Linked DNA regions of Mus musculus: regions 1, 2 and 4 are each linked to region 3. The links are chromatin contacts, called in public Hi-C, HiChIP or PLAC-seq and promoter capture Hi-C maps. All regions are on one chromosome and are shown on one strand. The core of a region is the stretch at or near the end of the contact, and the rest is flanking DNA. Distances in the headings are between cores, read along the strand shown. Region 1 holds the start of Prpsap2 (phosphoribosyl pyrophosphate synthetase-associated protein 2). Region 2 overlaps Specc1 (sperm antigen with calponin homology and coiled-coil domains 1). Region 3 holds the start of Specc1 (sperm antigen with calponin homology and coiled-coil domains 1). Region 4 overlaps Specc1 (sperm antigen with calponin homology and coiled-coil domains 1).

Region 1 (3,989 bases), core at 1,201-3,700, 190 kb after region 3:
AAGAATATCAAACTCACTTGTGAAGTTATCACCTTTACCTAATTTAGAATTCAGAGTTTCAAATGCTTATGTTCTTTGCCTATAAAATAACGTTAGTCAGTAGAGACCTGATGGCTACTCTATTCCTCTGCTTTGTGTACATGTACACACACACACACACACACACACACACAAGCTTTCGTCTTAAGAAGAATAAGAGGTAGTTTATTTTGGAGCCATTTTGAGTGACCTTGGCTCAGGAACACAGATTTGGGTTTCTCTAAATTCTGTGTTCTAATGTAGAAGTGAGTTCATGAATTTTTTAAAAATAGTTTTACAGAACAAAGAAAGTTATCAAATGAAGTTTAAAGTGCTCTGTTGGGCCGGGCAGTGGTGGCACACTCCTTTAATCCCAGCACTCGGGAGGCGTGGCAGAGGCAGGCGGATTTCTGAGTTCAAGGCCAGCCTGGTCTACAAAGTGAGTTTCAGGACAGCCAGGGCTATACAGAGAAACCCTGTCTCAAAAACCAAAAATAAATAAATAAATAAAGCATTGTTGGGTGAGTCAGAGAGATGGGTACACTAGAAAGGTAGGAACACTAAGAGAAGTGGATGTATCAGAGAGGCGGGCCCAGCGAGATGGGGGAGGCTTCTCGTAGCTAACCACTCTTCCCACCAATCCAAAAGCTAAGATTGCCATCAAGTAAGTTAATAGATTCAAAAGGCTTATTTCTATTAGTCACAAGATGTTGGCTCCGACACAGAGGTGGACAAGAAATGGCTGTTCAAGCCAGGCGGTGGTGGCGCACGCCTTTAATCCCAGCACTTAGGAGGCAGAGGCAGGCGAATTTCTGAGTTCGAGGCCAGCCTGGTCTACAGAGTGAGTTTCAGGACAGTCAGGGCTATACAGAGAAACCCTGTCTTGAAAAACCAAAAAAAAAAAAAAAAAAAAAAGAAATGGCTGTTCCAGAGGGCCAAAATTAATCCAAGAAAAGGTAAACTAGCCTCTGAACCTGCAACATCCCAATCTCCCCCACAGTACTGAAATTGTCATCAGTCAGCCAGACACAGCTTCTTTTCAGTTTTCGTGCATACTTCCCATGAATTCTAGCTACCCACAAGCCCTCCTATGAATTCTAACCATCCTCAGCCTTCTGATAATTAATTCTAGCCACCTGTGCATCCTCCCATAAATGTCTGCTTGTCTCACTTGTGAACTGGAAGTGCAGTGGATGAGAGCCTTTAAGTATACACATGGAGCAAGGCACTGCAGGTGGTGCCTATCTATTGCTTTGTCACTGGCATCTGAGTACCCACAGCAATTAAATAGAGATAAGTCTTACCCCATTTCTGAAAGTTACTGTTAATATATATTAATATAAAATATAGATAATAATAAATAATGCCTTGATACCTGGCATGCACTATATGTTTGTTATGTTATAAATAGGGATCACTGGGGGCTGGTGAGATGGCTCAGTGGGTAAGAGCACCCGACTGCTCTTCCAAAGGTCCAGAGTTCAAATCCCAGCAACCACATGGTGGCTCATAACCATCTGTAATGAGATCTGACTCCCTCTTCTGGAGTGTCTGAAGACAGCTACAGTGTATTTACTGTATAATAAATAAATAAATATTTAAAAAAAAAAGAAAGAGAGGAAGGGCCAAGTAGCCCCTTAAAAAATAGGGATCACCATATTTCAAGGTATAAAGAATTCAGCAATGATATATCAACAGCAACCAATTTGCTAGGAATGATGGCCACCCTTTTAATCCTAACACTCAGGAGGCAGAGACAGATGGATCTCTGTGAGTTCCAGGTCACCCAGAGCTACAATTTTTTAAAAAACTAACTTTTAGAATGTTTAATTATTTGTATATGTTTATGTTTATATGAGTGCAGGTGGCTGAGGAGGCCAGAGACATCAGGGAGACTTGGAGCTAGAATTACAGGCAGTTGTGAACTGCCTGACATTGGTTCTGGGAACCAAACTCAGCTTCTCTGGAAAAGCAGTATATACTCTTAACCACTGAAAAGAAGGAAGGGACAACAAAGCGAATAATTATGAATGATAACTGCTCATCGACTGTATGCTAAGAACCATGCCAAGAGGTTCGCAGATTTCTCACTCACTCCTCCCAACCCCAGGAGATGGGGGTACTGCTGTCATCTCTTTTTCAGAAGAACTCAGGTCAAAGAGGTGACTTGCTCAGTCTTGCAGGACAGTAAAGACTTGAACCCAGTCAGAACCTATGAATTTTAACCACACTTCCAACCACGCCCACTCTAATTCTCCCCCACTTTCCTCGAGTCTGACCACGCCCACACAACATCCTCCCGCCCACTCTGGCGGCCACGCCCACAGCATCAAATGCATTGCCTTCTACCCCACTTTCTGCCCCGCCCCTCTTCCTCCAGACCACGCCCCTCGACGGCCTCGCCCACTCTAGTCAGTTGCCCTCAGGCCCCGCCCCTGGCCTCGCAGTCTCGAAAGACTTTCTCGCGCTTAGAGTCGCCATTTTGCTGTAAGACGCCGTGCGGAGCTCTGTGCTCTCTTCCTTCGGCAGCCGAGGCTGCGGCGGGCCGGGCTGGGGTCGGGACCAGGTAGGCGGGCGGGAGCCTCGGCGGGCGGACGGCGGGCCCCGCGAGCTCGCGCGGTGCCGGGCGGGAGCCATGGCCCTTGTTGCTCCGGGGCGAGCCCGGGGCCCCGTGTTCGGCTCCACCAGCCTTAGTGGATGATTGGGCTCCAATCAGACGTAGGAGGAGCGGCATAAGATACTCTGCAGAAAAATCTCTTCCTCAATCTGTTACATTATTGATAAGGATTTATTTTTCTTATATCGATATTGGCAGAGTTTGGGTGTTTAGCTTTTGTGAGGGATACGAAAATACTGAACCGAGCTTTGAGGCCTGAGGAAGTGTGAGTTCTAATGTTTTATGTTTTTTTTTTTTCTTTTTTTTTTTTTTTCTTGCGGTTCTGGAGTCGAATGCAAGGTGAAGCAATGCAAGCGGCCTGCCATTGACCCATCTCATGCCCTAGTGCTTAACAATTTAAATGCACAAATAAAAATAAAATAGGTGCGTGCCCCTAAGCCCCACTATAGGAAACCTTTCTTGTCTTTTAACTGCTGTAGTTTGTATCATTATTATCCAATTTTTGCAGAGATATGCACATTATATTCATTAGCTACTCTGTGGTTTAACATAGAACCAGTGTTTCTGTTCTTAAATAATCTTGCAGTTTGTGGGGCTTGATGGCACACCCCTTAATCTCAGAGACTGGTGAAAGGATCTTGAGGGCTCATGGTCCACAGAGCGAGTTCCTGGCAAACAGGGCTACAAAGTTGTTGGGGGTTTTTTGTTTGTTTGTTTGTTTGTTTGTTTTGTTTTGTTTTTAAATTGTACTTTCTATCATTGACAATATAGCTCTATACTTGGGATAAGCTCCAAGAATTGACAACACCAAAACATAGTTCTGTGCTCTTTCTTTGGCATTTAGTATGTATCTTTTTTTCTGATAAGGTATGTTTGCAATAGACATTTCAAAATCTGGGTATTTGATTCTATTGCCTGTAGTTCATCAGGTTGCCAAGTCATGCTCTGTATGACTGAGAGTCGCAACCTATTGTTGTATGCAGGGAACTGTATTGCATATCAGACTGCTACCCCACTCTGTCCTTCAGGGGCCACTGTTATGAGGAAGAGGTTACCTCGTATGACTTCGTTAAAGTCTGGGAAGTAATGTCAAACCTGTTTTCCTATTAAAACTGCTTCCCCAGGTGTGGGGGCTGGAGAACTGGCTGGTTAAGAATACTAGTTGTTCAAGACTGAGTCAGTTCCAGCACCCACCCACGTGACAGCCTACAACCACCTCTAATGCTAGACCCACCCAATCTGACACCCTCTGCTGGTCTCCAAGAGTACCAGGCACACGCGGTGTGCAGAGAAAACACCCATACACATTAAATGAATAAAAGTTACTTCTCCAAATTTAAAATAGTTTTAGATT
Region 2 (3,867 bases), core at 944-3,443, 240 kb before region 3:
CATCTACACACTGTGAGCTGTAAATCTCAAAGAGGCCTAGGGGGCAGAGGACAGGAATAGGCTGTCCTCACTGAGAAGGAAGGAAAAGGAGGAAAATAGCTGGGTGCTTTGCCTACTTTTCTATTACTGTGATAAGCATGGCCAAGGCAACTTATAAATGAGAGCACTTGATTGGGCTTTTGGTTTCAGGGGGTTAGAGTCCATGATGGTAGAGCAAAGAAACAGCCAAGAGCTCACATTCTTGATCCATAATCTAGCACTGGAAACAACTCTTTTGAAAGACCATCCCCAGTGACACACCTCCTCCAACAAGGCCACATCTCCTAATCCTTTTCAAACAGTTCCACTAACTGGGAAATAAACATTCAAACAAGAGCTATGGGAGCCATTCTCATCCAAACTACCCCACTGGGCTTCCTGAGGTTAACCCCATTTTTATTTTTTAAGCTAGGAGATATGCAGCCCTGTCTAGTATGAAACTTCCTATGATTACCAGGCTAGCCCATAACTTACAGAGGTCCACCTGCCTCTGACTCCAAAGAGCTTTTTTTTGTGTTGCTTTGCTTTGTTTTTGAGACAAGGTTTCTCTGTGTAGCCTTGGCTATCCTAATACTTGCTCTATAGACCAGGCTGGCTTCAAACTAACAGAGATCTACCTGCCTCTGCCTCCTGAGTGGTAGAATTAAAGTGCGTACCACCATCACCTGGCTTCCAAGTGCTTTTTCATGAAAAGAAATCTCAGATGTAAGAGCTACCATTCCAAAATAGACAACTTTTCTTTTTTAAAGTTGTAAGATAGAGAATTGTTCTCAGTGAAACAAAAATGGGAGAAAATGAACAAGGACCATACACAAGAGGCTAACACCCTAACTTTGCTGAACAGTGAAGGCTGTCCCTGGAGCATCTGAGTGTGTCCATAGTTCCACAAGGTGAATGCAGGCAAGACTCTTAACACAGTGGGACAGAAAGCAAAGCAAAACCCTATCACCCAGCCCATGAGCTCCAAGAAAATTACTTGCTTTGTGTTGCCTAGAAACAGTAACATCTGGTGGAAACATTAGCCACAGGGGAAAGAAGCTACAGAACTTCATTGAAATGCACCCTGAGCTCAATTCCACTGAGGACACAGCTGGGTCTAGCTATGACCTTTTCTCCCACCACTCCATCTTCTCGGAGGAGCCCGAAGCTTCTCCTGTTGACTCCTTTGTAGGGACTATGTGTTCCATTAAGTGCTGAAGCTGAAAAACAGATCAAAAGAGCAGAGCAGAGCTTCTGGGAAAGAGGCAGGAGGCAGATTAGAACGCACTGTACATTCTTCAGGAGCCAGACACAGTGATCTACATGTCCTGACTCCTGGGATGTCCCAGGCAGATAGGACTTCACTGTTACAACCCCGATATTGGACTGTGTTATTTCATTTTGGGGTTTGTAAAAGTGGCAATTTACAGATGTAGAGAATAAAATTTGTTCATTCCTGTTGGGTGGTAATGGCATACACCTCTAATCCTAGTATTCAGGATGAAGAGGCAGGCAAAGCTCTGTGAGTTCGAGGCCATCCTGATCTACACAGAAAGCTCCAGGACAGCCAGGGCTGTTACATGGCCTGACTCAAAAAATAAATAAAGCCAGGCGTGGTGGCGCACGCCTTTAATCCCAGAGCTCGGGAGGCAGAGGCAGGTGGATTTCTGAGTTCAAGGCCAGCCTAGTCTACAAAGTGAGTTCCAGGACAGCCAGGGCTATCCAGAGAAACCTTGTCTCGAAAAACCAAAAATAAAATAAAATAAAATAATAAAAAACTTGTTCATTCCTCCCTGAGACTGAGCATATAGAATAACAGTTTAGGGAGGAGTTTAGTTTGAAGGTGTACAAAGATGGTGTAAGCACAAATAGTCGGGTTCTGGTGAAGCAGAAAGAAATACAGCTTGCATTGTCTGCCCTGCATTTGTGTCAGCAAGCCAGGCCTTGCCTCTGAGAAATGTATGCACTCATTCAACTCTAGCTTCTCTTCTTAAATCTCGGGTTATCTGGAGAAGCCAGAGTGACCCTGTCCTGCACATCTGTGGCATAGCCCTCCATCATGGACCACAGACATCTGTAAGCAGGCTGTGGGGTTTCCTCTCTGCACAGCTCTCTCCTTCTGGCTGGTCTCTCCCATACAACGAGCTGCTCAGCTGCCCACTCTGACTCTTTCCCTTCTGCCACTGTTATGTTTGGCTCCCATGCCAGCTCTCAAAGCTACACAGTGTAGAAACTGGCCAGGCAGACAGGACTGTCTTGTTCTCTTGTTGCTTAGCAGCAAGCTGTCAGTGGATATTTTTAAGAAAAAAGATTTTCAACATGTTAGAAGAAAACCAATAGCTCCATAATCTCAGAGAAGCAAACCATTACAATTGCGAAACTGAGCAGGCAGTGGTGGTATATGCCCTTAATCCAAGCACTCAGGAGGCAGAGGCAGGCGATTTCTGTGAGTTCAAGGCCAGCCTGGTCTACTGAGTAAGTTCCACCCAGGGCTACACAGAGAAACCTTGTCTTGAAACAACAACAACAACAACAACAACAGAACAACAGAACAACAAATAAACAAGAAAAGCACAAAACTGAAATGTATAAAAGGCCTGAGAAGTCTGAATCTATAATTTTCTGTATGACAAAAATTAAAAACAATATATGCAGCAAATGAGTAACGACTAGAATATATCCTGATAGGATAGGTCGAGTCAAAAATGGCAGAATGAACCAGTGACACACCAAAGAGACACTGCTGCCTAAAACACAGGAGGTGATGTTCAGTCTCATGAGGGATGAAGATGCCTCTTCTCAATCATGGGTACAATTTAGAAGCCCAGTGTCACTTTCTTTGGATCTTAAGTAATCGATTTGCATATGCAGAAAGTGACTGCTGGGACTTCCCTGGCAGGTAATAAATAATTTTTAAGTTTCTACCCAGGACTCTTGGAAATCTCTGTCTGGACCTCCAAGATGTGGGAAACTATGGAAGAGCCCAGCACACTGGAACTGTCCCAGTCTCTGGTCATGTGAGGTTCCAGACATTGGGAAGCAAAGAATTCAAGTCTAAATTGTGGGTTTGCTGGGGAAAAAAAAAGATCAATTGATGCCCAGGATCATAGGTTCAGAGGTGAAGAGGACACATCATCTGGCCCAACACCAGGAGTAACTGGGAGCAGCAGGACCCAGGAACTCAGCCCAATCAGTGGCAAGGGTTCCTTCCTGTCTGGGACGGTGCCTTGAGCAGACCTTGAACGTGAACTCCACAGCCAGTTCCACAACATCCAGAGGAAGATCCACATCCAGGCCCTCTAACATGCCCAGGACCACAGGATCCCAGGATCTTAATCACACCATGATCTCAGGAGCTCTGACACACCCAGAATCTCAAGATCACAGGATCCCAGAATCACAGGATCCCAGAGACAGCCGAACTCTGAGGAGTTCTGACACAACCAGGATCACAGGAAGGACAGGCTCCAGTCAGACATAGTGAGGGCAGGTAGCACTAGAGATAATCAGATGGTAAGAGGCAAGCTGAAGAACATAAGCAACAGAAACCAAGGTTACTTGGCATCATCAGAACCCAATTCTCCCACCATAGCAAGTCCAGCCCTACAAAGGATAATAAGTGGAAAACACCAACACCAGGAGGGAAACTACACCCTAGAAAAAGCAAGAAAGTAATCTTCTTTCAAGGAACCCAAAAGAAGATGACCACACAAACACAATTCCACCTCTAGCAACAAAAATGACAGGAAGTAACAATCACTTTTCCTTAATATCACTTGACATCAATGGATTCAATTCCCCAATAAAAAGACATATAGGCTAACAGACTGGATATGTAAACAGGACCCA
Region 3 (3,804 bases), core at 248-2,747:
TCAGGTATGAATAAAAATACATTTAACACAACAAAGTCCAGTTACAGAAAAGACAGGGGAACATTTCCCTAAAACCAAACACGACAAAAATGTCCCACGGTGCTTCTTAACAAACAATAAAATTATCTACCCAGCACATCCACAAATCAGCTTAAAAACTAAAACTGATGCGGGCTTCAGAAGGGGCCGCGGAGTTAGCTCTAAAACTGCTTTCTTTGGCCAAGTGTGGTGGCTCACTCCTGAAATTCCCAATGGAAGGAGGAGGGTCCAGCCTGGGCCACATAGCACTTCCAGGCCAGCCAGAACTACCTAGGGAGACACTATCTGGAACACAAACTAAAGGACTGCGAATGTGGTGGCTCGTCAGAGATAGTTAGCAAGACCCTGTCTCAAAATAATCAATAAGCAAACTTGATGGCTTTGAGTTAATCATGCAAAGCTATTTTCCTTAGACTAAGGTATTAGGATTGACAACCCTCGGTCTCCACCCTCCAACTCCGTCTTAAACGTTGAAATAACATCGTGTTTGAAACTGGATAACCAAATCGTATGAAACCAAAAACTGATCAAAAGGGTTCGGTCGTGACTTCACTCAAAAACACTTTATCTCTCGCCTCCAGCCACCGCAGTTACTAATGGATACCCATGTCAACCAGTTCGACATAATTCATCCGATAGAGGGCAAGGAAGAGCACCTTCAATGGGATTTTTTTTTCCCCCAAAGCGTATACTGCTTATTATATAAACTTGCGCGCTGGCGTATTGGAGCTCCCACAAAATCAAACTAAGATATTCAGAGTCAAACTTGTTTTTTTGTTTTTTGGTTGTTGTTGTTTTTTTTAAGCACATAAAACTAATTTTGTTCCAAGGGCATTAAGGAAAAGAGATCGGCACTGTTGCGCTCACGCTAGCCTGCGCACCGCGGGGACACGCACCAGCATCCGCACAGTTCCCCGCGCTCCTAGGCGTCCTGGAAACCCTCAGCCCAAGCTCTAGGCGACCACCTGGGCAGGACAGGGATGCAGCGGCTTTGTGGACAAACACTCAGCGGCACTCCAGTCCCGCCGAAGCGCACGCACCTGTCCCGGGGGCTGGGGCTCCCCAGGGCCACAGCCGGCCGAGCCACCTGGTCCCCGTGCCAGGCTGCTGCGCCAAACCCGCGGCCGGAGGGGAGGGCCGGCCACCTGCGGTCCCCACCTGCAGCGCGGTCCCTGCGCTGCCCGCCGCCTGGGTATCCAGGACCGCAGCGCGTCTTTCCAGAAGGGCACCCCACGTCCCCGAGCCAGGACTCCTGCACCCCGTCTTGTTCGCCAGACTTGAGAAAAGGCAGCTGAGAAACAGAGGACCGAGCATCCCGTACCCCAACTCACCTGCCGTGGTTCTCTCGCACCGGACTCCCGCGCCGCTGCAGCCCGCAGCTACCGCGGCTTTCCTAGCTCACGGATGCTCTGGGGAAGGTCCTGGCGATCCCGCTGGCGCCTTCCCGATGGCCACGTCCAGGGGGCGCCCGCGCGCCAGTGCGGGGCTTTCTGGGAGATGTAGTCCAGACCCTCCGTTCTCATCTAGCGGTTTCTTTCCGGAAGTTTTCCTTGTGTTCTCATCGACTCAACCTCCATTGATGGGTAGTCGTTGATGGAGCATCTCACTGGGGAAGAAAGAGGGTCCCCCTCGGCACTTTAGACTATTGTTTTTTTATGGGGGGGGGGGGGGGGTCAAGATAGGGTTTCTCCATGTAGTTCTGTCTGTCCTGTCCTGGAACTCACTTTATAGACCAGGTTAGCCTGGAATTCAGAGAGATACACCTGCTTCTGCCTTCTGAGTTCTGGGATTAAAGGCCCACCACCACCCGGTCTCTCTCTCTCTCTCTCTCTCTCTCTCTCTCTCTCTCTCTCTCTCTCCCTCCCTCCCTCCGTCCCTCCCTCCATTCCTCCCTCTCTCTCTCCTTGTCCACTCTCCTCTCTCCTTCTCTCCTTTCCTCTCTTCCTCCTCCCTCTTCCCCCTACCCACCGATACAGGGTTTCTCAGTGTAGCCCTGGCTGTCCTGGAACTCTCTCTGCAGACCAAGCTGGCCTCGAACTCACAGGGATCCTCCTGCCTCTGCCTCCCAAGTGCTGGGATTAAAAGCAAGTGTCACCATTGCCTGGCCTTCCTCCCTCACTGTTCCATGTGTGTCCAGGTGTACAAACTATGTACTTGATGACCTTCCACGAGGATCGGAAGACCCGTCTTAGATCAAGGGTATTCAAGTAGCTGAGGTAGAGTCTCCAAACAAGCTCTCAGTCCATTGTTCTTAAAGTGAGGATTTCAGACCAATGCCCTCAACATTGTACGGGAGCTTGCTTAAAGTACAAGAATCTACACCCTACAGAGAATATTAGGTTTTGGTTTGGGTCATCTTTTGTGGTGCTGGGGATGAAAACCAGAGCCCCATATGTGCTAAATAAGGGTCCACCAGGGAGCTACACTCATGCACTATTTAGTTTTACTAGATTCAAAAGAGAAAAACACCCTCTGTAAAGGTGGGATCCAGAAATTTGTACTTTTACATATAAATTCTTGACATAATTTTGAAATAGATTCAAGTTTGAGAACTTGTCTAGGTTTCCCTTGTTCCCCTCAAATAACTCCATGACTCATTTGACATTGATTATCTACACACACACACACACACACACACACACACACACACACACACGCTTCTGTGGATACACTGCAGGGACCGTTTATGTTCCAGCTTAGACCTCTCCCTCACTTTAGCCCTCATTCCCCAACATCTCTAGGACACCTCTGAGGCCCTGGAATTGAACAAGGTCAAGACCGAGTTCAGGGTTGTCCTTTCTCTCAGCCTGGTTCTCCCTCCCCTGGGGGTGAACGCTTTGTCCAGAGACTAAAGAACATGTTCTGTATTTATTAACATAAAAGTCACCTACGACTATTAAATATGCATGAACAGAATGGCAGGACCATGAGTCATGCTTGAGGTAGTGAGAGTGAAACACAGACAATTCTTTCTAGATGAGGTGGGGAGGGGAAGAGACGCCCGGGTAGTAGAGGTGGAAAGGCTGTTGAAGGAGGGTTTGGGTGTTGGGCTGGCCTTTGTTGGTGTTTTGCTTTGCTTTCGTGGTGGAAGAAACTTCAGCATGTTAAATATTTATGGAAAGAATACCACTGAAGGGCAGTCAGGAAAAGTTAACTCTGCATGACTGCTCAGCAGACTGTGCATGTATAAAAGGGAAAGGATGGGAATCCTGGCCAGGATGGAAGCAGCCCCCACCCCACCCCACCCAGCCCCGCCCAGCTCCACCCCACCCCACACTGTAAGATGAGAGAAGTATAAAAGAAGGGAAATGAAGGTTTCCTTTAGTAGAGGGAAGAAAGTCAAAAGGGTTTTCTCTGGAAAAGAAGAGAGGATGAGATTCATGAGAGTGAGCAGGAGGCCGTGTGTGTGTGTGTGTGTGTGTGTGTGTGTGTGTGTGTGTGTGTGTGTGCGTGCACACGTGTGTATCAATCCAGAATGATAACCTGGAGTATTGATTGTTGCCATCAGGCAGCATCAGGCAGTGAGACTGTTGGATTCTCTGACTGGATGACTATGTCCCTGTTCAGATGTTGCAGCACAATCCCCAGTGTTGTTCAATGTTCCCAGGTGGAGCCTTTAGAGAATAATGAGGCAGAGACTTCAGGAAATGGACTAATATCCTCAAAAACAGAGTTCTCTTGTACATCTCCCCGTGTGAGGATGTAGAAAGATGTTCCTATCAATTAATCAGGAAGGGAACTTTCATCAGACATCAAGTTAGCCTT
Region 4 (4,158 bases), core at 1,418-3,917, 150 kb before region 3:
TTTGTGATGCTCCATGCAAGTCAGAGCTAACTAGTATAGATCACAATTGAGTTCTATGCTGGCTCACAGAAGAGCTATGTATATCAAAATCATCATGAACTACATTCCCTGTCCTGTGCTTTAGTTTTTTCAGAGCATTCTCATTCTCTCTCTCTCTCTCTCTCTCTCTCTCTCTCTCACACACACACACACACACACACACACACACACACACACACACACTTACTTGAGGCTCATAAAATCAACTGACACAAGGTCATCTTTTGGTTTGTTTTTGTTTTGAGGCAGGATCTTGTTAAATTGTCCAGGCTGACCCTAACACTTGTACGTAAGTACAATCCCCCTGCCTCAGCTTTCCCGGCAGCTGTGATTACAGGCATGTACTGCTATTCTCAGCTTTTTCAAAAAAATGTTACTAGCATCATCTAACAGATAATAAAACTGAAGATCTAAGAGGTTTCACCATTTGCCAAAGGGTCACATAGTAAATCTTCTGATCCCTAAGAAAATATTAAATCATGTTCGTTTAGAACTAGAAAAAAAGAAATGCGGTAGCCCCATTTTTCATATCAATTCATGTAACTTCTGGTGTTTGCTGAATCCTCATGTTCCAGTCACCAATGAGAACTTTGAGTGAAAGAGAACCCCAGCCCAGGCTCATCCAGAGCTGACCAGCTCACAGTTGGACAAGCCTTCCTCATCTGAAGCTGCAATCTGTCTTCTCTATCATAATACACAGTGGTTCCAGGTTCTTGGTGAAAAAATAAAGAATAAAGAATTCTGCACAAAGAATAGACTGACTGCCTCTTCTGTATAACCTCTGGGTTTACAGGACAGTTTGGTTTCTGGCTGATCCTCCATTCTTCAGTCAAAGCAAAGCATTCCCAAGTCTCCCTAAAAAGGCCTTACAGCACTCAAGGTTAGTTTATACAACAAACTGCCTAGAGATTTTTTAACTTACCAAAAATCACTCCAAAACTACCTAGAACCTTAGAATGCTTCTGATAGAGTTTGAGTTAGAAATCTTTTACAACAGAAACTGTAACTCAAGCTTGCAACAACACAAAGAAAAGGTTTTAGCTGGTACAACTGAGAGTCTAGCACCAGGACAGCTTGAGACTGCTCTCTCTCTCTCTTGCTCTTGCCTACCTCCCTCAGTCATCTTTGTCAGAACACTACCTACCCTCATAGCAGAGATGTGGTTTTAGAAGTACTTGATCCCACGCATCATAACCCATCAAATCCATGGAGCAAAGGTGTCTCCTGAAGTTCTACCAACTCACTCTCTTGGACCTGAGACATTCTTTAAACAATTAATACTGAGGTCAATGTTTCAATGTTACCTACTGAAAGGAGAAAAACCATGAGTTATCCATAGGGCGGCCCTAGGAAGAGAGTGAGGTAGAAGCCAGGAAATCAAACAAGTATTCAAATGAAGTCTGACCAAAACTAAGTCAGTTCTCTATTATAGTACACTAACAGTAATATGGCAGATAGGAAATGGAACACTAGTGTCCCCTAGTCTCCCTTGAGCCATGGGGACCTTTTGCAGATGACTGAAGCCACAGATACTGAACCCCATCTATGCTTCCCCCACCCCACCCCGACCCCAGATCACCATAAACATAAAGTCCTATAATAGAGTTTAATTTGTAAATTATGTATATAAGATACTAACAATAATAAAATAAAACAACTATGACAATACACTGTAATAAAAGTTATGTGAATGTGGTTACTTTTACAAACTCTTATAATATAATAAACAAATTATGATAAAGGGAGATGAAGGATGTAAACACTGAAACAGCACTGGGCTGCTAGATAAGGGTTATGTCAACACCCTCAGAAGTCTAAAATCAATCTGACAATCAAGATGTACACTAAGTGACTAATGGGAGGATAGGTTGAGCAGCATGGCTAATGGGATGATTAACATCCAGGCTCAATAAAGTAAGATAATGGGAAATACCACGGTGAGCAACTAAAACTTATGGGTTTTTTCTGTGACTTTCAAGAGTATTTTTGGACCAAAATTGGCCATAAATAGTTGATTAAAAGCATGGAAAGCAAAATCAGATATAAGGGGGTTGAGTCTACTATACACTAACCCAATTGAAAAGAAATACAGGACTTTAGACTCTAGCAGACACTATTAAGCAACAACTGAAAAGGAAAATTATATAATCTATTTAGGATATAACAAAACAATTAGAAGACATTATTAAATAGAGGCAGAGCAGGATACTAACCACAGTAGAACTATGGTTAGGCCAGCATTTCTGGGTGCAATGAACAGCTTGAGAGGGGTGTCTCTGAAGGTTCTTCACTATCAGTGGGATGGTCTCACCATGACTGCATTGCTAAACCTACATGTCTCATTTATTACCACTGTTAGAGGACAAATGTCCATACATTCACAGCTTGACAGATCTACCTTATGCTATCATAATTTTAATTTGGGGAGACCTTGTTTAGCCAGCCCATGTGACTCCAGTCTGAAGTTGACTGGCTTGTGGTCATCTGGAGCTGTGGCTGAGCTGGACATCCTGCCTGCCTCACAAATATGGGTAGTGTCAGATGGAGCTCAGCTGAGCTGTCCTAGTGACCTCTCCAATACGGTTGTCTCTCAGGAACTAAGTTCCTTAAAGAATGGCTCAGAGCTCCTGCAAACAGGAAGCTGCATAGCCTCTCACAACCAGTCTCAGCAGCCACACTTATCACTTCTGCCCTATCGGTCTAACTCAGACAGTCTTAGACCTGCCAGATTCCAGACGCACACCCTCCATGGAAGAAGTGGTGAAGTCACACTACAGAAAAGCATATGGAGTAGAAGACAGAATTATGGTTGGGTCTGGAAATAATCTGTCATATTTTAGTGGACATTTATTTTGCCTCTATTTCCTAGAATGATGTCTGAATCACTAAACATGGAAGCAGACGTAAGTAAGTTCTATAGGCAGCTGGACGGTTTCAAAGATGCAGTAAGAACTGCCTTTAAGTTCCCTCCTGGGAAATGAAGGAGCAGCAATGTTCTGCATTCTACAGCTAGCTGGGACCTTTTTACTCCAGTGCCACAGAGGCAGAGGAATGACGAAGACACATTATGTGTTTCACTTCATTTTTCAAAATTAAGCTCTCAGAGTAATGACAATGTTTAGGACTTTTCTATTGAAAGAATACAACTAAAGACTTTCTCTCCAACCTCCGACTTACTAATGTTTCAAAATTTAAGAAAAACACAAATGCAACTTTCTCATGTAAAATCTATAGTGGAACAAATACATTTACAAACATTCGCCCATTCAGAACTCTTTGCAGCCAGGCTCGGTGGCATATGCTAGTAGATCCAGCTACTTTGGAGGCTGAGGCAAAAAGTTCACTTGAGCCCAGGAATTTGAGAACAAATGCCTTCAACCATCAAGCAACCAATAACAATAGCTACTGTTTTTACATGTTTACCAAGGGGAAACTGATGCAAACTTAGGTCAGATAACATATCCAAAGTTACACACTTTGATAGGATTCAAACCCAGAAAATGTAGGATTCAAAGGTTATGTATTTTTCAATCTTTGAAGAAAAAAAAAAAAAAGGGACAGGGTCTTATGTAGCCCAGGCTAGGCCCAAATTTGATCTTCTACCTGGTTACTAATAACCAGTGCTACCATGCCCAGCTCCTAAATTCGTACTCTTTTTTGTGTGTGTGGTTTTTCGAGACAGGGTTTCTCTAGCCCTGGCTGTCCTGGAACTCACTTTGTAGACCAGGCTGGCCTCGAACTCAGAAATCCTCCCGCCTCTGCCTCCCAAGTGCTGGGATTAAAGGAGTGCGCCACCACGCCCGGCCCTAAATTCGTACTCTTAATCACTAAATTCCTCACCTCCTTACATACTAAAATAATAGCTCTTTCTTTTTTTTTTTATTACGTATTTTCCTCAATTACATTTCCAATGCTATCCCAAAAGTCCCCCATACCCTCCCCTCTACTTCCCTACCCACCCATTCCTATTTTTTTTTTTTTTTTTTTTTTTTTGCCCTGGCGTTCCCCTGTACTGGGGCATAATAAGTTTGTGTGTCCAATGGGCCTCTCTTTCCAGTGATGGCCGACTAGGCCATCTTTTGATACATATGCAGCTAGAGTCAAGAGCTCTGGGGTACT

What was found. Hi-C and Micro-C count contacts between places; a contact is called where the count stands out from the background. HiChIP or PLAC-seq counts read pairs in DNA pulled down with a chosen protein or histone mark. Capture Hi-C pulls out chosen DNA fragments and counts their contacts.
Region 1: a contact with region 3 is called in a promoter capture Hi-C map of adipose tissue. The contact joins the promoter of Prpsap2 here to the promoter of Specc1 in region 3. A contact is called at or near these places in 2 of 484 Hi-C or Micro-C datasets (the Ba/F3 cell line and pro-B cells) and 1 of 9 other capture datasets (adipose tissue).
Region 2: a contact with region 3 is called in an H3K4me3 HiChIP or PLAC-seq map of stem cell-derived neural progenitor cells, with 24 read pairs. The contact joins the enhancer-like site here to the promoter of Specc1 in region 3. A contact is called at or near these places in 1 of 39 promoter capture datasets (hippocampal neurons), 1 of 15 datasets of contacts at CTCF or cohesin (the NIH/3T3 cell line), 1 of 484 Hi-C or Micro-C datasets (bone marrow-derived macrophages), 3 of 115 datasets of contacts at active chromatin or transcription factors (bone marrow-derived macrophages, embryonic stem cells and stem cell-derived neural progenitor cells) and 3 of 9 other capture datasets (embryonic stem cells, liver and pancreatic islet).
Region 4: a contact with region 3 is called in a Hi-C map of bone marrow-derived macrophages, with 31 read pairs. The contact joins the enhancer-like site here to the promoter of Specc1 in region 3. A contact is called at or near these places in 2 of 39 promoter capture datasets (the C10 cell line and the SN4741 cell line), 1 of 15 datasets of contacts at CTCF or cohesin (the NIH/3T3 cell line), 10 of 484 Hi-C or Micro-C datasets (the C10 cell line, CD8 T cells, the CH12 cell line and 7 more), 4 of 115 datasets of contacts at active chromatin or transcription factors (embryonic stem cells, fetal liver, forebrain and 1 more) and 2 of 9 other capture datasets (adipose tissue and pancreatic islet).

What each region holds. Positions count from the first base shown.
Region 1 is chr11:61,760,549-61,764,537 of GRCm38.p6, reverse strand. Prpsap2 (phosphoribosyl pyrophosphate synthetase-associated protein 2) reads left to right here and starts at 2,450. Exons shown (of 12, transcript NM_144806.2): 1 at 2,450-2,584.
Region 2 is chr11:62,190,592-62,194,458 of GRCm38.p6, reverse strand. The region is part of intron 12 of Specc1 (sperm antigen with calponin homology and coiled-coil domains 1); the gene reads right to left. Among named protein-coding and RNA genes, the nearest start is that of Gm39985, 46 kb to the right of the region's middle. Within about 2 kb of position 2,193, at least 36 of the 459 cell types and tissues checked have an H3K27ac peak or open chromatin away from gene starts, as enhancers often do. A contact at or near this core is called in pancreatic islet and stem cell-derived neural progenitor cells, where this site is marked.
Region 3 is chr11:61,954,456-61,958,259 of GRCm38.p6, reverse strand. It overlaps Specc1 (sperm antigen with calponin homology and coiled-coil domains 1), which reads right to left and starts at 1,497. Exons shown (of 15, transcript NM_001281818.1): 1 at 1,371-1,497.
Region 4 is chr11:62,102,145-62,106,302 of GRCm38.p6, reverse strand. The region is part of intron 3 of Specc1 (sperm antigen with calponin homology and coiled-coil domains 1); the gene reads right to left. Among named protein-coding and RNA genes, the nearest start is that of Gm39985, 42 kb to the left of the region's middle. Within about 2 kb of position 2,667, at least 23 of the 459 cell types and tissues checked have an H3K27ac peak or open chromatin away from gene starts, as enhancers often do. A contact at or near this core is called in bone marrow-derived macrophages, where this site is marked.